Regions from separate parts of the Mus musculus genome. Here regions 2, 3, 4 and 5 are each linked to region 1. The links are chromatin contacts, called in public HiCAR-type, HiChIP or PLAC-seq and promoter capture Hi-C maps. All regions are on one chromosome and are shown on one strand. The core of a region is the stretch at or near the end of the contact, and the rest is flanking DNA. Distances in the headings are between cores, read along the strand shown.

What was found. Promoter capture Hi-C pulls out the DNA fragments that hold promoters and counts their contacts. HiCAR-type assays count read pairs that join an accessible place to other places. HiChIP or PLAC-seq counts read pairs in DNA pulled down with a chosen protein or histone mark.
Region 2: a promoter capture Hi-C map of liver shows a contact between it and region 1, with 4 times the contacts expected there. The contact joins the promoter of Ube2d-ps here to the promoter of Sec14l2 in region 1. A contact is called at or near these places in 2 of 39 promoter capture datasets (both in liver) and 1 of 115 datasets of contacts at active chromatin or transcription factors (astrocytes).
Region 3: a contact with region 1 is called in a HiCAR-type map of astrocytes, with 5 times the contacts expected there. The contact joins the promoter of Znrf3 here to the promoter of Sec14l2 in region 1. A contact is called at or near these places in 1 of 39 promoter capture datasets (liver) and 1 of 115 datasets of contacts at active chromatin or transcription factors (astrocytes).
Region 4: a promoter capture Hi-C map of liver shows a contact between it and region 1, with 8 times the contacts expected there. The contact joins the promoter of Dbnl here to the promoter of Sec14l2 in region 1. A contact is called at or near these places in 2 of 39 promoter capture datasets (both in liver), 2 of 115 datasets of contacts at active chromatin or transcription factors (astrocytes and hepatocytes) and 1 of 9 other capture datasets (liver).
Region 5: a contact with region 1 is called in an H3K27ac HiChIP or PLAC-seq map of hepatocytes, with 35 times the contacts expected there. The contact joins the promoter of Mrps24 here to the promoter of Sec14l2 in region 1. A contact is called at or near these places in 3 of 39 promoter capture datasets (hippocampal neurons, liver and pre-B cells) and 2 of 115 datasets of contacts at active chromatin or transcription factors (astrocytes and hepatocytes).

The regions. Positions count from the first base shown.
Region 1 is chr11:4,116,897-4,120,334 of GRCm38.p6, reverse strand. Sec14l2 (SEC14-like lipid binding 2) reads left to right here and starts at 1,606. Exons shown (of 12, transcript NM_144520.2): 1 at 1,606-1,710. The coding sequence starts at 1,657. It overlaps Gm51934 (a long non-coding RNA gene), which reads right to left and starts at 1,986. Exons shown (of 3, transcript XR_003949841.1): 1 at 1,375-1,986.
Region 2 is chr11:5,760,549-5,764,069 of GRCm38.p6, reverse strand. It overlaps Ube2d-ps (ubiquitin-conjugating enzyme E2D, pseudogene), which reads right to left and starts at 1,920. Exons shown (of 7, transcript NR_015577.1): 1 at 1,830-1,920. It also overlaps a transcript of Urgcp not described here.
Region 3 is chr11:5,443,273-5,446,863 of GRCm38.p6, reverse strand. It overlaps Znrf3 (zinc and ring finger 3), which reads left to right and starts at 2,017. Exons shown (of 9, transcript NM_001080924.2): 1 at 2,017-2,476. The coding sequence starts at 2,186.
Region 4 is chr11:5,786,821-5,790,185 of GRCm38.p6, reverse strand. Dbnl (drebrin-like) reads right to left here and starts at 1,703. Exons shown (of 13, transcript NM_001146309.1): 1 at 1,544-1,703. The coding sequence starts at 1,626.
Region 5 is chr11:5,705,664-5,709,458 of GRCm38.p6, reverse strand. Mrps24 (mitochondrial ribosomal protein S24) reads left to right here and starts at 1,758. Exons shown (of 4, transcript NM_026080.3): 1 at 1,758-1,835; 2 at 1,904-1,972; 3 at 2,050-2,161. The coding sequence starts at 1,797.

The DNA.
Region 1 (3,438 bases), core at 357-2,856:
GTTCCTAAGGAAGGTCGCACCAAGGTTTTAGGCACCACGTGTCCTGCCCCACCCTGGTCACTCTGCTGCCTCCACATCTCTGACTGTAGCTACACTTTGCACCTGCCACCAGAACTTAGCTCAGGCTACTGTGCCGAAAGAAGTTGAGGATTGTCTTCTTCTTGGCCATCTGCCTTGCTCTTGTGTTCTCTTTAGTAAGTTTGGGACCAAAAGGTGGTGTCTAAATATTCCTGGGTTCCAGAACAATGCCTCCTGCTTGGCATACAGTAGGAAGACAAAATGGCCCTGGCCCTGTGACCAGGTATCACCATGGAAGTAAGATCAAAGTGGCGAGGGCTCTAGCAGGAGAAGGCTATGAACTCTATTGTGTGAGCCAGAAGTAGTAACTGGGGGGCGGGAGGCAGTCTGATGGTATAGGCTGGACAAGAGGCTGCTAGGCTACAGCTGTCAGAGTCCACCCACTCACTAGTCAAACTTGTCACTAGCGGGGAGTCCGCAGGCTCTTGGCCAGAGCTGGGAAGCAGATAAGCACAGCAGGGCTGCTGTGGGCTCTGGCTTCCAGTGTGGTTTCCTCTCTGTCTAGCCTACGGCCAAGATCTGGCTAGGCAGCCAGCAATGGACAGCAAGGAGGTGGCCACAAGAAGTCAAACCTGAGAATTGTGTACATTAACTTCCATTAGCCTCCTGCCCATGATCACCCTCGGTTAGAGAAGAAGCAACAGTGCAGTGAGGCAAAGGACCCCGTAGACACCCGTGGGACACGGGCCCTCAAACCTGAGCCTCCTCACTTCCACAGAGGAAGCAGAGCATGCCAACTGAGATGTGAGAGCTTCAGGTGTGGCTCCCAGAGAGCAGGGAAGATCAGACGCAGAGACCTGGGTCTTAGTGGGGAGGCTGGTCTTCCTTTCTCTTCAGCTAGATGCCATGGTCTTTACCATGCCTGCTCTGCAGGTAGAGGGAAAAGGCTGTCCACTCCATTTGGTTTATTTGTTTGTATTCTGGGCTTGCCTCAAGCCCAATAAATAAGCTAAGGGTGATCAGAACTTCTGCTTCTCCAATGCTGGGATCTCAGGTATGTGTTGGAATGTGCCACTATGACCATGCAGTGCTGGGAATCCGACTTAAGGTCGTGCGCGTAACTCAGTGGCAAGCCTTCTGCCACTGAGTTACATCGGCAACCCTGGGGGTCAACTCTCACTCCCAAGCAGAGCTGGTAGTAGTGACCATAAGCAGATGGCAGAGTGAACACCACAGTTCCTACAGGCAGAAAGACGCTTAAGGGGCATCCCTTTTCAGTGGGCACCAGAGAGCTGTCAACATTTTGGGGTAAGGAAAGCTATGAGAGCAGCCCGGTCCAGCCTTGTGGAGTCGCACCTTAGAAGACGTCGTTTGCTAGAGCTTTCCAGCTTCCTCTTGGTTAGGATGAGGATCCAGACCCAAGTAGCTCCTCAGGTGTATGAGCAAGCATTCTGGCTCCAATCCAGGGCCTCTGCGCGTCTCGCCCCGCCCCTCGGGCTCCTTTAAGAGGCGGGTCTTGGCCGCCAGCCCCGGGGCCTCGGCCAAAGACTGGGACTTTACTCCAGCGGCTGCGGCGGCGGCAAACGAGTCGGAGCTCCATCAGCTGCCGCAGGCACCGCGCCCCAAGGCTGAGCCACGATGAGCGGCAGAGTCGGTGACCTGAGCCCCAAACAGGAGGAGGCACTGGCCAAGGTGAGCTTGCTCTTGGTCTGTCTGTGGCCCTCGCTCCTGGCTGAAAAGCGGCTGTAAGGGACTGTCCTCGCGGGCGGGCGACTGATCGCCCCCGCTTGGCTAGTGCCCAGCGGACCGCTTCTCCTTCAGGGTGAGGACCTCGGGAAGTTTGGTCATCGCGATCTTCAGCATGAGCAGCCCCAGAGGTGCCCCCTTGGGAAGAAGTGGTTGCTTGGAAGCCTTGGGAGGCAGCTGAGGGCACAAAGGCAACATTCATCCTCCGGGCTGGCAGGGACTGGTAGCAGGGCCGTGGGACAGGGGCAGGGCCCCAGGTTTCCTCCCATTTCCGGGAGGTTTTTCTCTTTTGGGGCAGTGGCATATGGAAGGGTCCCTGACAGTTCCTTGGCAAACTCCCCCTAGCTCTTTCAAGGCACTAAGTCACTGTGCGACCTTGGGCCAAACCCTGTCCTGTGTGCTGTGCTCTTCGATGAAATTAGAGGAGTTGTCTGTCGGGCACCTCTTGTGTGTGAAGTCTAAGATGTCCGGGATTCACTAGGTTGGAATCCTTTCGGAGAGAAGAGCTCTCCCCACCCTGGCAACCCAGACCCTTGCCTGAACTTAGTGATGCCACTCAAAAGGAAAGGACCTGACCAGGCTTTGCCTTGGCACCTGGGCAGACAGGGACTTATCTACTCCATTCAAGTTCGGGAGCTGGCACTTCTGGCCAAAAGACTTTATCTCCTCAGTTGCACGGGATCAGAATTGATGGGGTCCAGCCCCAGTGTTCCCAGTTGTGCAGTTTCTTATTTATTCCAGAGTGTGGCAGCAGATGTGGCTGCTGTGTGTGACTTTTTTCCCATGCCAGGTTTGCTGCTGACGTGCAGGCTAAGTCTGTTGGGCATAGGTTTGGTGGGGATTAAGCCAGGGGCTAGGTGAGGTCCTTGGTGAAGGGTGGCCTTCTGCTTGTTGTTTAGATGACCATTGTCCTAACTCTGGGAGCTGCTTTTGGGGGATGGGAGGGTCTGATTAGACCTAGCTGACCTAAGGCAAAGGGCAGAGGTGGCCAGTCCTCATTGGTCCTCTCTGGAGGTGTCCTACAGGTCAGTAACCAGATAAAGGTCTCTGCTGTTGTAGGAGGCTTGGGGCTGCCTGTTTACTACTGGGTAGTGAGAGATCAGGGATAGGGGTGGCTATCCTGGGTCACTGTCCACCTCCCTTGGTGGCTTTCCTAGTATGTTTCCCTTTTGTGGCCACCTGCAGGAGCTGTCTGCTCCATCATGGTTGTCCACCCCCCTCCCTTGGCTTCTTTTGTAGTCTTTCAAACTAGCTCCACTATCATTTTTGAACAAAGTCATTTGAGACTACCAGCTTCCTTTCCTTTGTTCCCCATTCCTTTACCAAGGCGGCAGGAAGGCTGCAGAGGAAAGAGCCTGGATCTGGACTCACATCTGCATCCAGATGTTGGAAGTGTTGCTGAGCCTCTTTGTCTTTCATCTCTCCATCTGTAAAATGGGGACAGCGACACCTCTAGGGGCTCTGGGAGAGATGTAAGACTCTGGGAGAGTGCCAAGACCAGTGCTGTACACATGACAGGTGCTTGGCATACAGACAGCGTTTGCTGTGGCATGGCCAGAGTGCCTGCTATCTCTCACTGTTGGCTGGGAACACACCCACTTGCCCATCAGATTAGCAGGGAGATATGCTCATAAGTGAGGCAGGGCAGTGTCCTCTTCCCTTTCTGTGCCCTCC
Region 2 (3,521 bases), core at 671-3,170, 1.6 Mb before region 1:
TACTTGCTCCCAACCCCTACATGATAGCTCACAAACATCTGAAGGTCTAGTCCAAGAGGATCTGACACCCTCTTCTGGATTCCACAGAGTACCAAGCATGTATACGATGCAGTCATTCATGCAGAGGAAACACCAATACACAAAAGAACTTAAGAAAAACCAAGCACATTATTTAAAAGTTGCAATGTATTTTGTATTGTGATATTATTATGAGCTCTTGGGGATAAACAAAAAAAGAAAAGATTATGGTTTAATAACAATCTATTGGTATATTAAGTTGATAAGGGGTCAATCGACTTGGAGGGTCATTTGGGAAGAGGTAACCTCAACCCAGCAAATCCCTCCATCAGACTGTCCTGTAGACAAATGTCTGAGACATTTACTTGACTGATGTAGAAGAAAGAGCCCAGTCCACTGTGCACGGTGCCCTAACTGGCACATGGTCCTGGGGTATAGAATAAAGCAAACTGGCACACACCAGCAAGCAGCCCTGCTCCATGGCCTCTTCTTCAGTTTCTGCCTCCAGGTCTCTGCTTTGGCTTCCCTCTCCTCCCAAGCTGCTTCTGGTTATGGTGTTTATCACAGCGACAGAAATCTAATTGAGACACATAACCTGGATCCACTTGGTGGAAAGAATCATGCTAATGCTAAAAGTTAGGGTCATAGGGCTGGAGAGATGGCTCAGTGGTTAAGGGCATGAACTGCTCTTCCAGAGCTCCTGAGTATGATTCTTGGCACCTACACAGGGCACCTTACACCCACATATAAGTGAGCAAATCTTTTTTTTTTTTTTGGTTTTTCGAGACAGGGTTTCTCTGTATAGCCTTGGCTGTCCTCTGTAGATCAGGCTGTCCTCGAACTCCGTCTGCCTCTGCCTCCCAAGTGCTGGGATAAAAGGTATGCAACACCACGCCCGGCCCCAAATCCTTTAAAAAAGAGGTTATAAATACCATTTTGCAGTATAGAAAATCCCAACTAGGGTTGGTGAGATGGCTCAATGGGTAAGAGCACCCGACTGCTCTTCCGAAGGTCAGGAGTTCAAATCCCAGCAACCACATGGTGGCTCACAACCATCCGTAACGAGATCTGACTCCCTCTTCTGGAGTGTCTGAGGACAGCTACAGTGTACTTACATATAATAAATAAATAAATAAATAAATAAATAAATAAATCTTTAAAAAAATTCCAACTATTAATACTATGTGAAAACATGGATCATAAATTACAGTATAATGCAGGGTATGGTGGTGCACGCCCCTCGGCAACCAGAGGCAGGAGGATCTCTGTGAGTTTGAGGCTGGCCTTGTCTACATAGCGAGTTCTGGGTCTGCCAGGAGGCCGTGTCTCAAAAAACCAAACCAAACCAAACCAAAACGGAACAAAAAACAACTTAGAAATATAAAATAATTTTCTTTAGGAAAAGGACGAAAAGTGGATAGGCTAAAACGTTAACAAATGGTAAAGGGTGGATTGGTGGCTTCTTTTTCTGAGATGCAATTACCAGGCTCTAGGTTAATGGGCTAATACAAACCTACGGGATGAAATTCTCCCGCAGCTCAGCCTCTCGTGCTAGGCACCCTGGGAGACACCCCTCTGCTTCCCTAAACTCCGCCCAAAGCTGCGCGCGCACGTGACCCGGTCGCATGACTCCGCCCCCGCGAGTCGCCCGCCAGAGGCACTCAGCCACCTCCTAAGTCTGCGCCGACCGCGGCGGAACTCGCGCGGGGCAAGTGTCAGTGCGCCCTGCCGCACCTCAGCCGCGGGGTTCTATTCGCTGCGACAGCCCGCAGAGTGGACGGGCGGGAGGACCCCGTTTCCGCCACTCTTACCTTCTGGATCCGTTTTAGAGCCATGTTCCCGCTGCTCGTGCCCCACCGGCCCTGCGGGGCAGACTAAGACGGCCGCCTGGGCCGCAACGCTGCACGCCGGGAACGGCGCTCTACGCGTGCGCGCCGCGGTGCGCTGTGGGTAGCTAGTGCGCGCAGCAGTCCTGGGTCTGACCACGGAGTCGCGCACGGTCAGTTACTCGGCCACGGTCACGGCCCTGTGGCTCTGGTTTCTGCTAGGCGAGGGGCCTGGGCACCAGGACATGCCTGAAACCGCAGGTGCCACACGCTATGCTCTCTGCCCCTCCCTGGGCTCCTCCCCAGGCTGTCACTTAACTCCTGAGCTTAGTGGTTGTCAGCGCTGTAAGTATACATTCACTTTTATATGCTTTCTGGGCAGAAGTGTTACAGATATTTCTGAATACGCGTAGGTGCTGAGCACAGATGCATCTACATGTCTGGAGAGCTGCATTTTCAGTAGTACTTAGTTGGCTTCAATGCACTGCCGCTATTGAGACTCAGCCTGAAAGTGCACATCCCAAGCTAAACTCTGCTTCCCTTTCCCCAAGACATCGAACTGTTTAAGACCAAGTGTAAAGAACTTAGTGGTATGTCACAAAATCTGTGTAATAGATTGTAGCCAACATCTTGGAAATGAAATAGAATATGGCAAAATACATAATATCAGCGTGCCTCATACAGTAAAGAATCTGGACTCTCTATATAAATAATCATATATATTGTTTCCAGACAGATAAACCTAATAGGGTATGCTAGTGCAGTTGCTCTGGACCAAAGGTGTTCCAACACCAGACTGGGCTACATAGTGAGTTTGAGGCCAGCCTGGATTGCAGAGTAAGACCATGTCTTAAAAAAAAAAAAAAAGCCGGGCGTGGTGGCGCACACCTTTAATCCCAGCACTCAGGAGTCAGAGACAGGCGGATTCCTGAGTTCAAGGCCAGCCTGGTCTACAAAGTGAGTTCCAGGACAGCCAGAGCTATGCAGAGAAACCCTGTCTGGAAAAACCAAAAAAAGAAAGAAAGAAAGAAAGAAAGAAAGAAAGAAAGAAAGAGAGAAAGATCCCCAAAGGAAAATCTAAAACTAGAGGAGCTGAGGAGATAGTAGATAGGAGTGCTTGTGGTGCAAGCATGGGGCCCTGAGATCATTAGTACCCACAGAAAAGGTGAGGTTGGCTACTCATGTCTCTAACCCCAGCACTGGGTAGCCGGCATGACAGGATCCCTGGAGCTACCTTAGCATAGATAGTGAGATTCCAGTTCAGTGAGAGACCTTGCACCAAAAGCAGTAAGGCACAAAGAGTAGCATTTACTCTGTCATATATCTGGCATTCTACTCTGGCCTCTGTCATGTTCCTGCACATACGCATACAAACCCTGCCCAAAACAAAAACAATGAATCGAACACTTAAATGGTTTCCCAGCCAGATTCCTATATGCCATTCACCTATTCTCCTAGTTTATCCTAAACACATGTCATGAACTGTCCTCTAAACTATAAGCCTTACCAAGCTCCACCCTCTTCCAAAACTCCACAAGGAAGATCTGTGGCCTGTGGGAATACATTCAGGGCTCTCTGTGATCCCTTAGGGTCTGCTGTCTTTAAGTTTTACTTCCTTACCTTTAGTTATGCTATTGTGGTGGTGGCTCATGCCTTTAATCCCATCACTCTAGAGGC
Region 3 (3,591 bases), core at 768-3,267, 1.3 Mb before region 1:
CAGTTCAGTATCTGGTGATCACTAACCTTTCCATTTTTCTATATTCTTGGCATTTCATACAAATGGAAAGGCTATATGCTTCACTGAGTATATTTTTGTCGCATTCATTCAATATTCAGTATTTTATTTGTCTTTGATTTTGTTATTTAAAATGCAATTGAAGATTGAAACTTTTTTTAATATATTTTTTCTAGATTTATTTATTATTATATCTAAGTACACTGTAGCTGTCTTCACATGCATCAGAAGATGGCATTAAATCTCATTACGGGTGGTTGTGAGCCACCATGTGGTTGCTGGAATTTGAACTTCGGACCTTTGGAAGAGCAGTCGGGTGCTCTTACCCACTGAGCCATCTCACCAGCCCCGATTGAAACTCTACCATGTTAAAAATTCGATTTTATTGTATGGATAGACCATATTTGCATATTCATTCACCAGTTCATGACTTCATACTTCTAAGGATTGCAACGCTAGCTATGCATGGCTATAATAATTGCTTTCCCCTTAAAGACTGGACTGTGCCAGGTGTGGTGGCACACGCCTTTAATCCCAGCACTCGGGAGGCAGAGGCAGGCAGATTTCTGAGTTAGAGGCCAGCCTGGTCTACAAAGTGAGATCTAGGACAGCCAGGGCTACACAGAGAAACCCTGTCTCGAAAAGACAAACAAACAAAAAAAAAACAAAACAAAACAAAAAAAAAGACTGGACTGTGCCTTAGTGGGTAAAGTCACAATCCTTGGAAATGACAGTGCTCCCGAGCAGTCAGTACTGATTAAGCTTGGCTTGGGGGAAACTAATGACTCTAGCTTTGTCAGTTACCTTCTGTGCCAAAGCTTTGGGTGGTCCAAACACAGTAACACAGTTCTGTGAATTTCTTTTCAATTGTATTTTCTATTCAACACATTGGCAAAACATTCCTTTTCAGTTTAAACTGTAACCTCGATGCGCTGATTACTCAAGGAAACACTCAATGACTTTTCTTTTTGTCTTAATATTTTGGGTGTGGTAGCAAGTAGAAGCAGATCACCCTAACCAAATATTTGCAAATATTTAAACAAAGCCATTCAGGTCAGGGAGGGAAGACGACTGAGGAAGTAGAAATTGAATGTGGCTTTTAAAGGAGGATTGTGAGTCTCATAGATTTGCTGAGAAAGGAAAAATCCTGTTCCAAAAAGGGGAAGAGAATTAAAAGTTTATCTTCTGGGTGACTGGGGACGTCTGGGTTCGGAGCACGTGTCTTTGGTATGTTTGGCAACCAGAAGTCTGTGCATTAAGCGTGTTGACTCTTCCGCCCTTCTGCACATGGTGAGATTTGAAGGGAGTGTTGGAGACGGTCTCCAGGGCTGCGGAAAGATGAACTCCATTAGAATCTAGATAACTTCTTCAAGTTCTCCGCCACCTGTCCTCACTCCTTTAGTTGAGGGTAACTGTCTATGTGACACCCACGTAAGAACTGGACGTGTCCCGGCGGGTTGCAAACTGCCACTGACCGCCCGGGGCCTTTCGCGGTCCCTGGAGGTGGTAGGGCGCGAGCACCGAGTGCGGGTGGCCAGCAGTGCCGGAGCTGCGGATGAAGCATCCTTGGACGGAAGGACGAGGCCTTTGACGCCCCAATGACTCTAATTGCGGCACCAAAGCAGGGTGCGCCGAGGGGGCGAAACCGCCCGGGAACAGGTTGAGGATCTTACTCTCCCCGTACTCCAGCAACTGCCAAGAGAAATGTCTGCCGCGGAGGGCGGAGTACAGACCAGGGGGCGTGGCTAAGAGGAAGGGGCGTGACCGAAAAAGACTACCTGGGCGGAGCAAGGGTGGAGGGGCGTGGCTAAGAACGGAGTCGGGGCGGGACTCAGTCGATTGGGCGGGGCGGGCGAGGCCTCTGGGCCCCGCCTCTCGCCGCAGGCGCGCCCGCCCCGCCTACCCGCTCCCCTCGGAGGTGGCCGCGGCCGAGCGCGGGGAGGGAGGGGAGAGCGGGTCACGACGCTGCGGGGGCGGGGATAACCCCTCACGTGGAGCAGATGAAAGGGCCGCGGCGCGACGGCCGGGGGAGCGGAGCAGAGCCTGCGACCCACAAAGCCGCCGCCGCCGCGATGGTGCTGTGAGGCGACCGCCCGCGCTCGGTCCTCCGCCGGCCCGCGACTATGCCCGGCCGCGCCCGCCCTCCGCGCCCTCCCGCCGCAGGACCATGAGGCCACGCTCGGGCGGGCGCCCAGGGGCCCCGGGCCGCCGCCGCCGCCGCCTCCGCCGCGGCCCCCGCGGTCGTCGCCTGCCGCCGCCGCCGCCGCTGCCGCTGCTTCTCGGGCTGCTGCTGGCGGCCGCGGGGCCCGGCGCGGCGCGGGCCAAGGAGACGGCGTTCGTGGAGGTGGTGCTGTTCGAGTCGAGCCCGAGCGGCGACTATACCACCCACACCACCGGCCTCACGGGCCGCTTCTCGCGGGCCGGGGCCATGCTCAGCGCCGAGGGCGAGATCGTGCAGGTAGCCACCCGGGCCCCGCGCTCCGCCGCCACAAGATGGCTCCGGGGGCTGCGCCCGCCGACCCCGCCGCGGGCTAGCGGGCGGGCGGGCGGGGGGGAGGCGCGGAGCCCGGCGGCATCCCTCCCAGGCGGGCGGGACGGGGCCTCCGGGGCACGGCGGCTGAGGCGAGCGCACGTGGGGGCTCGGCCTCCGGTGGGTGCACCGCGCCGGGGTGGGGGTGGGGACGCTGAGCTGGGCATGGGCGCCTGGGCGGCACTCTTGAGTTGGCGGGACGTTTTTCTCCCTCAGGTGAAAGTCCCGGGAACTACCTGTTGAATGCCAACTTTGCAAAGGCGAGACAAGTTGAAGGATGGAGCGACTTCTTAGAGGTCGCAGGCTTTGCTTTTCCATCCACGTTTGCTCCGTTTTCGGAGCGACCCAGTTGCCGGGGTGCACATCTTCAGGTTATTTTTGCTGAAATCTACTGGCAGCCTTACCTAGACACCAACCCTCTGGCAGGGCTCTGGACGGGCAGCAGCAGGAAGGGAGCAGGCGGAGCTGGCTGAGGAGTGGGAATTGGCAGAGCACTGTCGTGGCCGTGCCTCAGATTACAGGGGATGAGAAAGACCGCAGGCTCGCCCCTGGGTCAAGGACTAATACCGAAGAGGCCTGCAAACCCGAGCCAGGGTCTCTCACTGACAGGGCCTCCACCTTGCTCCAAATGAAAGAGGGCTGCGTCCCAAAGGAGGCTGGCTAGGGAGAGCTTTGAGCTGTCCCCAGTCTTTGAGGAGGGACTCTCAGTCGAAGCCTCAGCGGATGGATAGCTGCATAGATTTCCCGCTCCCTCGACGATGGTTTTTATCCACTACCATGTTCCAGGGCAGCGCACTTATGGTTGTTAGGCGCACCTCTGGTAGGAGTGATCTGATACGGTTGGCTCGTCTTTGAATCTTTTGGAACTTTAGAGGCCTATAGTTTGGATCTCCGGTGCTTTGCTCTTGGGTGAATTATGAAGAGAAAAGGGACTGTGTGGGATGACTTCAGAGCAGCTCCGAGTGTAGACAGGAGGGTGAAGCTGCACGCAGAGCTTTGAGTTGATGGGACACGGGCCAATACGGTGTAGCTCCTTAAAGGTG
Region 4 (3,365 bases), core at 454-2,953, 1.7 Mb before region 1:
GAGGAACTAGCTTGCAGTTTTGAGGAAGAGAAAGACTTTGGTACAAGGGTGGTCAACAGGTGTGGCCAGAGTAGTAAGCAGGAGGGGCAACAGGAACCAGGGCAGACAGGGTAAGAGTCTGGGCTTTACTAAAGTGCAACAGGAAGACACTGCATTTATGGGCAGGGAAGTTAAGATGGCCCAGATATTCTCTCAGCTAGCGAGTGGGGACCTGCCACAAAAATCTTGCTGAGTGACTACTGAAATGGCTGTGACAGTGAGGGTGGAGGCCAGAGGCTCGTTCAACTGGAGTGGCAGCACCGTCTGCATACAGTACTGTAGGAAGCTGGGCAGTAGCATGGCTGCTGGGGCAGATGAACAGTGTATGGGGAAAGAGCAAGATCTGCACCCTCAGAAGGAACAATGGGTGGATGAGGCAGGACAATGTCAGACCAAGGTGGAGCAGATGATTCTAGTAGGAGGCTCAATGTGTGCTCGGGAGACAGACACAGGTGAGATCGTGGCCAACCTGGTCTACACAGTGAGTTCCAGGCCAGCCAGAGCTACACAGTCTCAAAAGCAAGCAAGCAAGCAAAGCAAGCAAGGTCAGTGAAGAGTTATAAGCATGGGTGAAGGGCACTGCTAGCTAGGTTGTGAGGTATTCCCCAAACAGTGATGGTTCTGAGACGACTAGAGGGCCAAAAGATAAAGAGGAGAGACAACACAGTAGAACAGAAGAGATGATTGGCCAGAGTTCTGCAATAGGGGAAGTCTCCAGGGAAGACTCAACACAGGCAAACTCAGTATAGCGCCCCTCAGTGCTGACCACAGGGTAGTGGTGGCCCCACCAGAACTCCAAAGTCCAGTTTGTGTTCCCCAGAATTTGTCCACCTGCCATACTCATCAGATGTCTGAGAAACTGAAGCACTAAAAACTGGCTAACGGAAGCATGTTAAGTAAACGGAAAGTGAAAGAGAATTACTATAGACTGGTATGCATGTAGCAGAAACCTAAGAGGGCTCAGCAGGGCCACTCCAGAAACTTCAGATCTAGTTCACAGTACTGTAATGGCTCCTGGGGTGGTGAAGGAAGGATGGAGCCTTTTCTCAAACAGGTGACAGGATCCCATTTTCAGTCCCAGAATCAGGGACCCAGACCTGTGACATCCTTGACTGAGCCCTGTGTGAGCTCATGACCTCAACCCACTGCTCACGCCGCTTTCAAGGTCTCTTCCTGAACTCAGGGTTTAGAAGACGTGGTTTCCGCCTTCCAGGGAGTTGGGGAACTGCGCGGGACCCCTTTGTCCAGTGAGGTCCCAGAAACGCAGAGCCTGGCGGAAAGCAGAAAGCACAACCAGGCAGAGATCTTCAGGGCAGAGCCGACCGACCACTAGGTGGCAGGGGAGAGGCCCGGGGGTACTCGCCGGGGGGACGGCGGTGGCGAGGGTGGGGTAGCATCTCGCTAGGCTTCAGGAAGGTGGACAGGTGATCCTGCAATACTACGGCTACGCCGCGACCTCCACCTTCCCGCTCTGGCGCCTCTCCGGCCCCGCCTTGCTGCCTACCAGTCGGTCGGGGATTTCTCGGTGACTACGCGCACGTAGGCCTCCTGCAGCGCCGGCCCGTTCCGGCTCAGGTTCACCGCCATGGCACGCCCCACGGTCCCCGCGATGCAGCAGCTTCAGCTTTCTGCCGGCCTCCAGTGACGGCCGGAAGCCCCGCCCCGGAGGCCGGAAGCCTCGCCTCTGACGTGCAGAAGCCGCGCCCAAGAGGCCGGAAGCGGAAGTGGAGAGAAGGCGAGCTAGGCTGAGGGTAAAGTTGAGGCGGGGTGCTGGTGAATGAAGATCCACGAGAGGCGGGCCTGCCCGTAGGTCCTCGTTCGTCCGCATCTGCAGGGCGTGGGCTCGATTTAGAGCTTCACGCTGGTTCGTCTCTCATTAGTTAATGTATTTTGTTTAAGAGCAAGCTGTATGCGCGCAGGCGCCTCGGAAATTTCATCTGATAGTCGGACATGATGGCTACGCCTTCAACCCCAGCCTAGCCCGGTGTACAGCGCAAGTTCCAGGATGGCGAGGGCTAGGCAGAGAAGCCCTGTTTGGAAAAACCAAAGAAGAAAAGGAAAAAAACATGAATCTGCTGTGTTAGGCGTAGAGGTACAAGCCTGTGATCCTAGCGCGCAACTGGCAGAGGCAGAAGCTTGAGTTCTAGCCCGGCCTGGGCATTGCCTAGATCTTCTAAATAAAGTAAAATGAAATATTTGATGTGATAGTGGGGTAATGAAGAGAACCTGCTTTGTGCTTCACTTCTATTTCCAGACAGTTGCCTGAACGTCCCTATGAGAGACCATACTCTGTTGTCGTAAACTAAAACGAACCCTTACTTCTCTAAACTGCTTTTAGCTAGGGCATTTTATCACAGCAACAGAAATGAAACTAGAACAGTGGGGGTCGAAGTTACATTTAAAATGTTGCAAGAATGGGGCTGGAAGTGTTGTTCGTGTATTTAATCTCAGCACTGGGGAGGCAGAGGCAAGCCTGGTCTACATAGTTGAGTTCCAGCCTATCTCAAAGACAAAAAAAGGGGTGGAGGGGCTGGAGAGATGGCTTGGTGGTTAAGAGCACTGACTGCTCTTCCAGGGGATCCAGGATTGATTCCTAGCACCTATGTGGCAGCTCACAACCCTCTGTAACTCCAGCCCTAGCCCTCATCTAGTCTCTGCTGGGACTAGGTATGGCCATGGTGCACTTAAACAATCACACAATATAAAAATAAGATGGGTGTGGTGGCACATGACTTCAATCCCTGAACCTGGGAAGCAAAGGCAGATAGATCTCTGAGTTTGAGTCCAGCCTGGTCTACATAGTGGATTACTGGCTATAAGTGAGTCCCTCTCTCAAAAAAGTATTAAAAAAGAAACTTCTGGCTGGGCAGTGGTGGCGCACGCCTTTAGTCCCAGCATTTGGGAGGCAGAAGCAGTTGGATTTCTGAGTTTAAGGCCAGCCTGGTCTACAGGGTGAGTTCCAGGGACAGCCAGAACTATACAGAGAAACCCTGTTCCGAAAACAAACAAAAACAAGAAGAAACTTCAGCTCCATCTAGCAAGCCCAAATCTTCCAAGAGAGGTTATTATGTGTGTGGTATATGCACATGGGCCAGGGTAGATGCATACTACTGTGCTGTTGGAGGCCAGAGGACAGTGTCAAGTATCCTGCTCTTTCATTATCCACCCTATTCCTTAGAGGCAGGTCTCTTACTGAGCCTGGAGCTAGGCTGGTAGGCAGCAAACCACAGTGATCCTCCTGTCTCCGCCGCTCCACAGTACTGATGCTATATACAGAGCCAAACCCAGCTCTTGAAGCAGTTGCTGGGTGTTTGAACTCAGGTCTT
Region 5 (3,795 bases), core at 509-3,008, 1.6 Mb before region 1:
CTGTACAAATATAACAGGTTTGCCTCTTGGTAAGTGCAAAATCAAAGCAAATCTAGCCAAGACACGAGTGGAGAAAGACTGATGACCTATGGCAGACAAGGTGGCACATACCTCAGCAGATCAGAGCATCAGGAGTTCAAAGTTAGTTTGTGGTACACTTCTAGGTCAGTTTGGGATCCATCAGATCTTGTCTTGAAAACAGTATTGCCTGCCGCAGGCAGGAAGCACTGGGGTTATTTCCAAAGCAACGCCCTCTCCGTGAACAAGGGAAGAATGACAATTTTATCCAGAGAACCTGTACGCATTTGTCTAGGAGTTGACTTATTTCTAAGAATGACCAGTTAGTTCCTGGTCATGGTCTTTTATTTTGAGACAGGGTTTATTTACTCTGTAGCCTTGGAGCCTGGAGCTCCATATGTAGACCTTGAACTGATAAAAGATCCATCTGCCTCTGCCTTCCAAGCACTGACATTAGAGTGTAAGTGTCCACTCCCATGGATGCTTTGAAGGAGTTCCCAGCCAGGTGTGGTGGCACACCCCTCATCCCAGCACTTCAGAGGCAGAAAAGGTGGATCTTTGTGACTTTGAGGCCAGCCTGGTCTATAAATTGAGTCCAGAATTTGTTACACAGAGAGCCCTTGTCTCAAAAACAAAAACAAACAAAACAAAACAGTCCCCCAAAACAAAAAACCAAAGCAAAACAAAAAATCCCTTCATTCAATATTTTGTTATAATGAGAGTCAGACTCTAGAGTCCATGTGCTTTCTTTAGTAGAGTGAGTTCTTCACGATTCTATTCCCCCCTTGCCATTAATAATTACTCAATAATAATTACAACGACATTGCTCTAGCCTCATAAATTTCCTTGCCATTTAAAATTTTCTTCCTTGGGTGGCTCCACCGCAGAAATAGACCCTCAACACACTGCCTCTTTACTTTAAATGATTAGGAGCCAACCCAGCAACCCCTTTTCTGGGATCTGCTCAGCATGAAGGCAAATGACTATTCCCAGCCCAAAGGAGGCTGACGCTGTCATATTGGATATTCCTGGAGAGTACGCGGTCTCAGGTAGGAGCACAAGCACGGAACAGCGGGGCCTGAGGGCCGGCGCGTTTTCTCTTCAATTCTCTAGAGGACATTGAAGCTGTTTCTACCACCTCTCTATGAGGATAAAAACTTCATGGCTTTTGTTTGTTTGTTCTGTTTTGCCAGAACGGGTTTCTCTCTGTAACTCAGACTCTCCAGGAACTCGCTTTGTAGACCGGACTAGGCTGGAATTCAGAGACCCACCTGCCTCGGCCACCCGAGTGCGGGGATTAAAGGCGTGCGCCACCATGTCCAGCTACACCTCAGTTTTGTTTTTTTTTTTTTTTTTTTTTTTTTTTTTTAAAGATTTATTTATTTATTATATGTAAGTACATTGTAGCTGTCTTCAGACACTCCAGAAGAGGGAGTCAGATCTCGTTAGGGATGGTTGTGAGCCACCATGTGGTTGCTGGGATTTGAACTCTGGACCTTCGGAAGAGCAGTCGGGTGCTCTAACCCACTGAGCCATCTCACCAGCCCCACACCTCAGTTTTATATCACCAAATTTTCGCATTTAAAACCCAACACCAGGTCCGACCAAGGACTAGCTGACAGTATCAGGAAAATTGCAGGACGTCCCACACTCCGACCCACGCCACGCCCTCTCCCTCGCCACGCCCCGCCCCCGCCCGTGTTCCCGTTAGTTCCTGCTCTGAGGCCCCGCCTTCCTGCGGCTGCGCACTGACGCGTCCCGGGTCGCGCCGGCCCAAGATGGCGTGGTCCGCGTCGGTGCGCGGGCTAGGGCAGCGGGTGAGTGGGCCGCGGGCGGGAGGGCTGGGGCGCCATCCGGTGTCCGCTCACTCCCCGCCTCTCCGCAGGTGCTGGCCTGCAGCCGGGAGCTGCCTGGCGCCTGGCGCACCCTGCACACCTCCGCGGTCTGCGCCAAGGTGAGTGCGGCGGCCGGGTCTGGGGGCCGCGAGGGCGGCTGGGCTGGGTCTCCCCGTGACCGCACCTTCGCTCCTAGAATCGGGCGGCGCGAGTCCGCGTGGCCAAGGGGAACAAGCCGGTGAGCTACGAGGAGGCGCACGCCCCGCACTACATCGCACACCGAAAGGGCTGGCTGTCGCTGCACACAGGTGAGGGCGCCTGGGAAGGACTGCCACCCTGGTGGCACGGGTCACTCTTGAACGTACTCTTCAAGGCAAAGAGCCGAACTTTTGGGTGGGAGGCCGGGCGTGACGGCGAACGCGCTCGGGAGGCCGATCTTGAGTTTAAGGCCAGGTAAGGTTACTTACTGAGACCCTGTCACATTTAGTTAGGGGACTGGAAAGATTGCTAAATGCTGTGCCGCTCTAGCATGAGGGTGCAGCCTAGCTCCTAAATGAGCACTTGGTGCCACAGCTCAAGGGGTGTGAGGGTGAAGGAGATATTTGGTTCTTGGGGGTCACTGGCCAGCCAGTCTTGGAAGAGCAGCTGTTTTGCTAGAAAATAAACGAGCAGCAAATAGTGATAGAGGAAAAACATTGGCTGTTAACCCCTGGTCTTCTCCATGCGTCTGTCAAGGGAGCAAGCCTGCACACACACTGTACATGTTACCGACAACAGAACATATGAGTGATGGGCATATTAGGATGGTGAAAGAAAGGAATTCTTGCATATTGAAAGGAATTTGAATATTTCTTGCTAAAGTCTCATTTGAGCCTCCATAGAACAGTATTTGCATGCTTACAAACAAGGTTTGACAGTGCTTTTTTGGCAAGCCATAATTTACAGATGTGTAATAGCCCGGAGGCGATGCGGTAGTGAAGTCTACATAGGATCCTAGACCTGGAAGAGTGTGCCCTATGTAATGCGGTGTTCACCCAAGTACAAAACTGCAGGAATGTGCTACAGTCTTCATGGCTCACAGAACCCGTATTTTTAGGCTTTTTTTTTCTCCCCCTACTTCCTATTTTGTATTTTTCTTGTTCATTTCCATTTCAGTATGCATGTTGTGTGTGTATATGTATGGATGTGTTCAGTTTGTCTGAGTCAGCCCTCTCCTACCATATGGGGCCCCAGGGATCAAGCAAGCACCCTTGCCTGCTGAACCATCTTTAAGAGAGTGTGGCAGTGTACCTCAGGCTGCGCTGGAACTCTCACACGCCAGCCTCATTTTTCTCAGTGCTGCGAGTATAGGTGTGCACCTGTCACCTGCCTGTTTATCTTTCAGTGATGCTGGAGTTTTGACTCCCGGACAATAAATTGTCTATCCACATTTGTATGTGCATGCTCACGTGTGAGTGCAGGTGTCCGTGTATGACCGCCTTAGGCCAGTCCTTGCCTTCATCTTGTTTGAAGCAGGGTCTCTTTCTTGTCACCACCTTTGTGTGCCAGGGTAGTTGGCATACAAAGGTCTGGAGACTGTCCTGCCTCTGGCTGCATCTCACGGTGGGAGCGTGGGGGTTGCAGATGCTGTTACCACTGTCCTGAGCTCTGGGCCTCCAGGTTCAGGTCCGTCTCAGGTTTGCAGGGCAGACACTATACCCACCCTGCTGTCTGCTCAACCCCTCAACCCTTGCATATGCTTACAATGTATGATTAAAATTTATCTGTAACCTCCAAGTCATTCAAGGTCACTCAGGGAGGTGGGCAGAACAAGGCCCCCAGCCGAGGTAGAACAAGCTTATATTGTAAAATGTGCCCTTTTGGAAGTTCAGAGCCGTATTTCAATCATTACTGTGCCTTTGTGTTGGGGACATGGCACTTTGTGTGGTCCTGGGATGCTGTC